Regions from separate parts of the Mus musculus genome. Here regions 1 and 2 are each linked to region 3. Evidence: chromatin contacts called from public Hi-C and promoter capture Hi-C data. All regions are on one chromosome and are shown on one strand. Each heading gives the region's core, a stretch centred on a gene start, on an enhancer-like site or on the middle of the called end of the contact. The rest is flanking DNA. Distances are from core to core; before and after follow the strand shown. Region 1 holds the start of Nup37 (nucleoporin 37). Region 2 holds the start of Washc3 (WASH complex subunit 3). Region 3 holds the start of Rtcb (RNA 2',3'-cyclic phosphate and 5'-OH ligase).

What was found. Promoter capture Hi-C pulls out the DNA fragments that hold promoters and counts their contacts. Hi-C and Micro-C count contacts between places; a contact is called where the count stands out from the background.
Region 1: a Hi-C map of B cells shows a contact between it and region 3, with 5 read pairs. The contact joins the promoter of Nup37 here to the promoter of Rtcb in region 3. A contact is called at or near these places in 2 of 39 promoter capture datasets (hippocampal neurons and liver) and 3 of 484 Hi-C or Micro-C datasets (B cells, CD4 T cells and CD8 T cells).
Region 2: a contact with region 3 is called in a promoter capture Hi-C map of hippocampal neurons, with 5 times the contacts expected there. The contact joins the promoter of Washc3 here to the promoter of Rtcb in region 3. A contact is called at or near these places in 2 of 39 promoter capture datasets (embryonic stem cells and hippocampal neurons), 1 of 484 Hi-C or Micro-C datasets (CD4 T cells), 1 of 115 datasets of contacts at active chromatin or transcription factors (astrocytes) and 1 of 9 other capture datasets (adipose tissue).

The regions. Positions count from the first base shown.
Region 1 is chr10:88,145,473-88,148,407 of GRCm38.p6, forward strand. It overlaps Nup37 (nucleoporin 37), which reads left to right and starts at 1,520. Exons shown (of 10, transcript NM_027191.2): 1 at 1,520-1,600; 2 at 2,690-2,907. The coding sequence starts at 2,752. Parpbp (PARP1 binding protein) reads right to left here and starts at 1,469. Exons shown (of 11, transcript NM_029249.2): 1 at 1,024-1,469.
Region 2 is chr10:88,199,681-88,202,593 of GRCm38.p6, forward strand. It overlaps Washc3 (WASH complex subunit 3), which reads left to right and starts at 1,417. Exons shown (of 7, transcript NM_026070.3): 1 at 1,417-1,612; 2 at 2,132-2,230. The coding sequence starts at 1,562.
Region 3 is chr10:85,956,255-85,959,337 of GRCm38.p6, forward strand. It overlaps Rtcb (RNA 2',3'-cyclic phosphate and 5'-OH ligase), which reads right to left and starts at 1,539. Exons shown (of 12, transcript NM_145422.4): 1 at 1,361-1,539. The coding sequence starts at 1,453.

The DNA.
Region 1 (2,935 bases), core at 270-2,769, 2.2 Mb after region 3:
CTAGTAAATAGCCAAAAAAGCATAAATTCAAGATTTCTAAGTTTTCCCTAACTTCTGCATGCATACAGAACCCTTTCAAAATAAGCCTAGATGTGTCTGTATTCTAGGCAGCCATGCTATGGAATCAGTCCCCTCTCTACTTCCAGTCTTCTCTGTGTCTCTTTTTACAAGTCTGCTGTGTGTATATGTTCGCCTTTATGTAAGCACATGTGTATGGAGGCCCAAGGTTGACACTGAGTGTCTTCTCCACTGCTCTCCACCTTGTTGACTTGCCCCGGCATCACTTGTCTACACCTCTAGCACACTGGGGTTGCAAGCAGACTACTACACCAGTGTCTCCGTTAGCCCTGGGGATTTGGATTCCAGTCCTCATAGCTGTCCAGGCGCTTTATCCAGTGAGCCACCTCCCCAGGCCTCACTCACAATTCTCTGATGAGCACCTAGGTTATCTCCTATTTATCTCTTAAAAAACAAAATTGAAGAAGACACAAAAGCATGAGCTATGGGTGATATGATTAGTTTGCCTGAAATATTTTTTTTTTCCATCAACCATTTAAACATGTAAAACCATGTTTAGTTCTAGATCTGGCTATTCACCAACAGGCATCTGGGCTGGCATGCCAATATCCACTGTAGTTCCAGCTTTTCCAGGGTTACCTAACTTTAGATCTGGCTGCCCAGGTATAAGAATGGTCACAAAGCAATCAGGACTATGCCGCCCCCTCTGTTCTACCTCCCAGCCTGTTGTGAAGACTCGATGAGACGCTGGATATGAACAAAACAGAAGGTGTCAGAGGGAATAAACTCTTGCTTTTAAACTGGATTCAAAGTGCACTGGAGCAGAAAATCTGAGACAGGTAGTTGTCGCTGGAAGGTAAAGTGAGAGAGCACCACACTTAGCTAACTATCCCTGCCACCACACCCCTGCATTAGCTGTACCTCGTGATTACCACAAATTTCTCCACGTCCATAATTGGGACTACTTAACAGAATTATAAGGCACCAGTGAAGGAAATAGCCAACCTCCTTATTGCCAGCACTTAGCAAATCTCCATTAAAAGATGACAGGTGACAGTTATTCTTCTTGCCTGGTCCGGAATGGCCCTCTGAAGGATGCAACGACAGAAAATCTGAGAAGCCTGCACTCGTCGTGTGCCAGATCCCCGATCTAACGGACTAAAAGAAGATTTTGATGGGTTTCGGTCTTGCCGAAGCCCTAGCGTCTTTTTTTCCACGGGACACCGTGAAGTCGGGGCGAAGCCACTGCGCAGACAACGCCACTGGCTGGCACGTCGCTGTCACCGAGATGCGTTCGCAGAGCAGCAGCCCGAATGCCCACTGGAACTGCGACCCGGGGGCACAGAAGAGACCAGACCCACCTCGTCCAGTGACCCAGGCTGGGTGCAAGCGGAGGGAGGAGCAGCGCAGCCAGGACGCCGGAAGGCAGAGGTTTGAATCGCCTCGGCGTCCCTTTCAAATCTCGCGGCACGACCTGGGAACCAATCGCCGCGCTCGCCCTCCGACCCGGAAGCAGAGCGGGCGCACGCCCTGGCCACCTATGGTCGGGAGAGCCTTGCCCAGGTCGCCTCCCCTGCTTTAGGTGCGTATCGAGTGCGGTGACCGGGGATCGCCAGCTTGTGCTGCTTCCCCAGGGGCGCTTCCCTGTTCTCCAGAGCTCTTCCTTGTGACCTCGCGAGGTGGGAGTGGGTTTTCTCGGGCGACGCGTGGGGGACACAACTCCAGGGACCCTGGGAATATTGACCCAGGGCTTTAAAGACCTGGAGGTCAGGGGTTGCCATCAAATCCGGACCTCAAGTCCCCTGCATGCCTTATACCTCTCTGCTCTATGGTCTTCTCACCTGCCGGTCCCGCGTAACATGTGTCCAGTCTCTCTGAGATGGGACTTAATCTGAAAAAACTCAGCAGATAACTCAGGATTTTACGTGTTCTTTCTTAGCCTAGGGTGCCTCCTTTTCATTAACAACAAAGTAAAAATTAATTTGCACGTGAGAATGCTATTTCTACAGTACACACTACCTGTCTCGAGACAAATTAGTTGAGGATTGTGACAGGTGTTAATAACGTTAGTATCACACATTACTCCAGAGCCTGTATTTTTTAATCTCCTTATTTTATTGCATGGGTAATGGTTGGTTATAACTATTGCTACCTGATATTATCCTTCAAGGCTCTTGGACTCCATGTGTCTTTAGGCAGGGGTGGGACTTTCCAGTTCATCGGACCCTTGATAGTTCAGGTGGTCTGTCAAATTAGAATGTTAAAGGTCATATAATTCGAACAAATAATGTAGCATAGTCCTGAGATAGGCAGGTGTGTGTATTTGTGTTTTCTCTAGCATGTAGGCCCAACACATGCTAAATCTTTTAAATCCTCAACCTGTTGACGAACTTGGCAAATTTCTTCATAGGCAAAGAAGGGACTATTGGTAGTACCGGCGTTTATGGTACTCTTGCATATGACAGTGTCAGTACAACTTTCCAACTACAAATAGTGCTGCATCTCTATTGCTTAATAATCTTAGGACTCTATTTGTATTAAATTTATTCATGTGTGTGTTAATATAAGCAGACTTCTCTTTTGAGCTGGCTCTGACATTGCTATACCAAGCCCCATTATGATTCTTCTGTTGAATGACAAACACTTTGTAAATTTTGTTTGTGATCCACAGTTTCCTGACAGGCAATAAACAACTATTTGATTCTTACAACTGCTCCAGCTTTGGGATACAAGATGAAGCAAGATGCTACAAGAAATGCTGCGTACACCGTGGATTGCGAAGATTATGTGCACGTGGTAGAATTTAATCCCTTTGAGAGTGGAGATTCAGGAAACCTGATTGCATATGGCGGCAGTAATTATGTGGTTGTTGGCATGTGTACGTTTCAGGTTAGTCCACAAACTATACGGAGTGACA
Region 2 (2,913 bases), core at 167-2,666, 2.2 Mb after region 3:
TTGTTTGTTTTTTTGTTTTTGTTTTTTTTTTGTTTTTTTGTTTTTTGAGACAGGGTTTCTCTGTATAGCCCTGGCTGTCCTGGAATTCACTTTGTAGACCAGCCTGGCCTCGAACTCAGAAATCCACCTGTCTCTGCCTCCCAAGTGCTGGGATTAAAGGCGTGCGCCACCACGCCCGGCCCTGGAGTGGGCGTTTTAAGAAGCACTCCCAAACAGAAGCTCACGAATCCCATTCAGAAAAACATGACTCTTCTTCTGCCATAAAAGGCCCTTCGTCAGCTTTTGTGTCTACTTCTGCCTTGTTTCATTATTCTCCACTTCTGGGCATTTCTACTTACACCACCAAACAATCTTTCCTTTGCCTTAAACGCCATATGCCCTCATGTCTCTGTACCTTTGTTTGGACAAAGGTTTATTCCAGATTGTCATCTTAACTGCTCTTAATGTTAAGTAGATACTAAAGTCGGCTTCCTCTTCTTGTACAACTTAGAAGCTCCTATTATCCACAGAACCGCACACTTTGCATGTGGTGTGCATGTACTCGTGGATCTACAAGTGTTTGTACATGCTAATTTGCAATGCCACAACTTTCACAGGAGTTTGTTTGCACGTCCATCTAACTTTTGCACATCAAAATTCTGCATGTCCTCCCTTTGACTAGTGTAGCAGAGGAGATCCTGTCACTTCTTCAGTACTTGTTTTGGTACAATAAAAAGGTTTACTTTTGCTTAGGTGACCTGCCCTAACTCACATCGCTGGTAAAATGTGCAGCCAAACTCTGAACCAAAATCTTCATACTGTAGGTGTAAGATCGTTTACATGACGTAAGTGCAGTCACTTTCACAGCTGTGTGTCTCAGTTGTTGCTTGAAATTATGTTATGTCAAAACAAACAAACAAACACCCTTAGAAACGGATCTCCAGTGCATGAGGCTTGCCAGGGCTGAAGACAAGTTCTGACAGACTTCTCTAGACTTCACAAGGGCTAACAGAGTATCTGGCACTTAGTAGGATTACACAAAAAGAGAAGTGCTCTTCAGTGAATTATGGATCTTTTTTTTGTTTGTTTGTTTTGTAACAGGACTAAGCAATTAAAATCTCAAAACGGATACAGCTCAGCTTCTAACTTTCCCAGTCTGACCTCATCCCAACCCTGCGTCTGTCTCCCTGTTTCTGTCTGTCTGAATCTGTCTCTTTCTGTTTCTCTTTCTCTATTTCTCTCTCCGTCTCTTTCCCTCACTCCACCACTCCCACCCACCCACCCCCTTTTCTTTTTCAGATTTTTTCAGATTTTACAGCTAAAACAGCAACTGTGAAACCTGCTCATCAGCAGCTTTTCCCCGGCCCAATTTTACAATCGGAATCATGAACTACCAATCCCAGAATGCTGAGCGAGAGCGAGGGGGCGGGGCGGCCTCTCTGAAGCCACCCATTGAATGGTGAACACTCGCGCTTTCTTCCGGAAAGGCCCCGAAGGCAGGAACTTGGGAAAGGAGTCTGGGCTCTCTACTGGGCTGGGAGGAGCTTGTGCCTGAGCCCCGGGGTCCCCATCCGCTGAGGAGATGGATGAGGATGGGCTTCCTCTCATGGGGTCAGGCATAGACCTGACCAAGGTTTGTAAAAGACCGACTTGAGCGTCCGACAAACAGGGAAGGAGGCTTGGCCAAGGGGCCCTGGTTCCCAGGGAGACGCCACCTCTCCAGGCCCAATCCGGGCCCCTGTTTTCCTACTCTGGGCAATGGGGGGAGCCCTGCAGTCCACTTTGAAAGGGGTCCCTCCTGGGCTAAGAAAAGAATTGGTGTGCCACGCAGCCTTTGCTCCCCACATCACGTGTCTCTACGCCCGAGGTTGACAGTCTGGAGATAGTACCACCTCTGACACTTCACCTCTTATTCGACTCTCTAGCTGCTCGTGTGTGTGTGTGTGTGTGTGTGTGTGTGTGTGTGTGTGTGTGTGTGTTTGACTCACACAAGATTCAGAAAAACAAATCAGCGACTCTTCTTAGCCCTTCGTGAACCACATGTCCCAGGGCAAAGACCATCCATCCCCCTCTATGAAATCCAGATATCCAAAGGATTGCAGAGAGTGTGTTTCTCCTGTAAGAATCGTGTTTGCTTTTTTACATGACACAGGTGCCAGCTATTCAACAGAAAAGAACCGTGGCCTTTCTAAACCAGTTTGTGGTGCACACTGTGCAGTTTCTCAACCGGTTTTCCGCAGTTTGTGAGGAGGTAGGTCCCGGGCTACTACTTCATGGAGCGGCCGAGAAGTCGCCTTCCGTCTTTCGTGGTGACAAATGTAGTCAAATGAAGTCAAACAAGAATTACAGCCTTCGTGTGTTCACTTTGCCATGAAATTCAAATGTCTTAAGGCCTTAGCATCTCTGATTCTGTCCCCATAAGTCCTGTGCGCTGTCTCAACTGAATTAGTATTCTAGAAGCTTCCATGAGATAGCTCAGCCAAGTTTGTTGTAATTATAACAAAGGGAATTCCAGAATTTCACAGTGGAATTTTTTTTTTATTTGAAAGGTTTTGTTTCATCTTCCTATTCTAGAGATTACATTTTAAATGTATGTTCGAGTTTATATCGAATTGCTTTCCATCCTTTGTGCCAAAAAGGATTCATGGAGGCAGCCTAGAGATACATGTTTCAAAAAATACTTTTCTGCAAATAACTGGATACATCATGAAGTGATAATTAAGTACATAGATAAGAATTAGGTGCCAGGTCCAGGAACCTCTCCTGAGCTTGCAAAAAGTTTTGTTTTTTGTTTATTTTAGAGGAAAATGGGGAATATATATTGAAACTGAATTTAAGAAAGGAAATAACAAATTAGAAACCTATAGACAAGTCACAGCCGGATCGATTTAATATCCTGTTTTCTTATATTGTCATATGTGAGGCTTATCGTTG
Region 3 (3,083 bases), core at 289-2,788:
CTGCATGAACGTCTATACCACACATAGCGCTTCATTCTGCATGAACGTCTATACCACACATAGCGCTTCATTCTGCATGAACGTCTATACCACACATAGTGCTTCATTCTGCATGAACGTCTATACCACACAAAGTGCTTCATTCTGCATGAAGCTGCCACGTTGCGTCTTTTAAGAGGAAAACTTCCAGTCACAATCTAAAAGGATCTTAGAGCATTTTAGATCTGGGTTTAAACTGGAAATGTCCAACCCGTAAAATCTAATCAACGATCTTCAAAACGGAAAAACTGCTCACAAATTTCTGAGGCGATATGTCTATCATGATTTTGCTATTATATAACTTACGCATTATAAAAAGCATCATATATATATATATATATAATATGTATGTGTGTATAATATATATGTATATAATATATGCGTATATATATTATACACACACACACACACACGGATATAATGTACAATTTTCATGTGTCACTTAATAAATTAGCAAGACTCTACCAACCAGCCTTCCCTTCTTCCACACAACAAAGGAAAATACTGTTTCACTGCTGTGGACTTTTTCTCCCTAGTATACCTTGCAAAGTGGTGCAAGGCTTCTCTGTGTAACCAGTCCTGAATGGATCTTCCATTTCCCAGCCTCCAGGGATTATAGGCCCGAGCCACCAAGCGAAGCCTATCAGAAACTTTTTACTAAGACAAAGGACTGCAAATCTTTATTGCATTCTCATGGCATTTATGAGACGGTGTCACTTAACACATGTGCCAAAACCTCACAAGTGTTTTCTTCCTCAACGTTTATCGGAACTTTCGAGTACACACGGCGGTGGCGACAGCAGGCCCAGGGTTTCAGATCCTGGTCTCTGGCTCCCAAGCCTTCAGCTGAAACACATCATTCAGGCTGAGAGAAGTGGACTCGATACGAATTCAGGGTTGTCTTCCTAGATGGGTACAGATAAGTTACCCACCAACTCGGGGGTCCTCCGCCAAGAGCATATTAAAAGCTCGAATCATGCCGATTGTCGTTACGTTAAAACCCAGTTAAGTTTGGAGAATGCCATCTGTAAACGTTAACTAAATATCAGGACTCAAGAGAAACAGAGTTCCTGGCTGGCGGTGCCAACTTGGGAAAGTCCACAGAAATCTCGGAAGACCAGGAACACCGTGTCTGATGGTGCGTGGGGAAAACACGCGTGAGCCCCCACGCTGCGTCCGTCTGTCCTCGTGTGTGTGGACCTGGCGCGTGCAGTCTGCAGAGGAGGGAGACCTGGAACCCCGCAGCCCTGCGCTGGGCGGAGGCCGCCGGTTCGCGGCGGAGTCGCGGCCTGCAGCTCCCAAGGCCGCTGCCCCAACTCACCTGCATGTTGGGCACAAAGCCCTTCTTGATCCTCCAGCAGTTTTTATTGATCTTGTCCAAGAACTGTAGCTCATCGTTGTAGTTACGACTCATGGTGGCGGCGAGGCCAGCGATAGCTCCTGGCTACGCTTAGAAAGAGAAACCACCCCGCAGTCCACCCGCTCCACGCAGCGCCGCCTCTCAGGGCGCAGGCGCGACCAGCTCCGCTCCAGGAGGGAAGATGGCAAGCGCCGAGGCTCAAAACTCTTCGCGCGAGTCCTGATCATCTCGTTACAATGAATTACAGCGCTAGTCTTCACTTGCACTTCCCCCCCCTCTTTCTTTCTCTCCCTCTTTCTTTCTTTCTCTCTCTCTCTCTTCCTTCCTTTCTTCCTTTCTTTCTTTCTTTCTTTCTTTCTTTCTTCTTTCTTCCTTCCTTCCTTTCCTTCCTTTCTTTCCTTCTTCCTTTCTTTTCCTCTTTCTTTCTTTCTTTCTTTCTTTCTTTCTTCCCCTCTTTCTTTCTTTCCCTCTTTCTTTCTTTCTTTCTTTCTTTCTTTCTGTCTGTCTGTCTGTCTGTCTTTCTTCCTTCCTTCCTTCCTTTTTTCTTTCTTTCTTTCCTTTTCTTTCTTTTCCTCTTTCTTTCTTTCCCTCTTTCTTTCTTTCTTTCTTTCTTTCTCCCCCTCTTTCTTTCTTCCCCTCTTTCTTTCTTTCCCTCTATCTTTCTTTCTTCCCCTCTTTCTTTCTTTCTTTCTTTCTTTCTTTCTTTCTCTCTCTTTTTCCTTTCTTCCCCCCTCCCCCTTTCTCTCTCCCTCCCTCCCTTCACCCCCCCCCCTTTTTTAAAGTAAGATCTCGATACTTAGCCTTGGTGAGCCTATGTATCCGGGTTGGCTTCGAACTCTCACAGATACCCTTGCCAATGTCTCCTGACTGCTGCTATTGAAGACATACTGCTTTAAGAATGTTTTTGAGCTGCTCCTGAAACCTCTTCACCCTGGATCAGGTCAACTGCTATATAGAACATACAGTTTGGAGTTCATGCCCCATGAACATTAGTGAAACAGCTGAGCAAGATAAAATACTAATGACGTTTGCAATGTATCAGAATGAGATTGAAGATGTACAACAAACACTCCATTACAAAATGAGCATCCAAAAGAAGCATATCACAACACTGTATCATTTATTTCTACAAATGCTTGTGAAGGAAATCTGCTCTGGCCAGCAATTCCCTACAAAGATGGATAAATCCCTCTTTCAGGGATCACTGTGTTCCATAGCTTTGTTTGGACTGTGTCCTGTGTCTGTACCTTTAAACTTAATTGACTCTTGCTCTTGGGATAAGAAAGCTGGCAGTGATTTGCAGGATAGTCCTACCCTGTGAAAAACACCACCATAGCAATCAGGAAGACTTGGGTTCAGGTTCCGCCTATGCCATTACCACCTTTGTGTGATACATTCCTCTGTTTTCACTTCTATGAAATGGGATCATAATTATTCATAGTGGCTCTGAAGGTCACAGACATGAAACTGGAGGAGTAACTAGACCAGGATGTTAAGTACTTATACAGCCCTCTTCTATCCCCCAGTAACCTAAGGAGTTAAGCAAAGGGTGTGGTTTCTGTTCATTTTTACATATCCACCCTGGCTGTCCCACTCTCCTGCTCCCCTGTCCAGTCTCACCCTGCTGATTAATGACACTAATGTCAACTGTGAACTGCCTAGGTTTAATAAGCTGCACTACCAT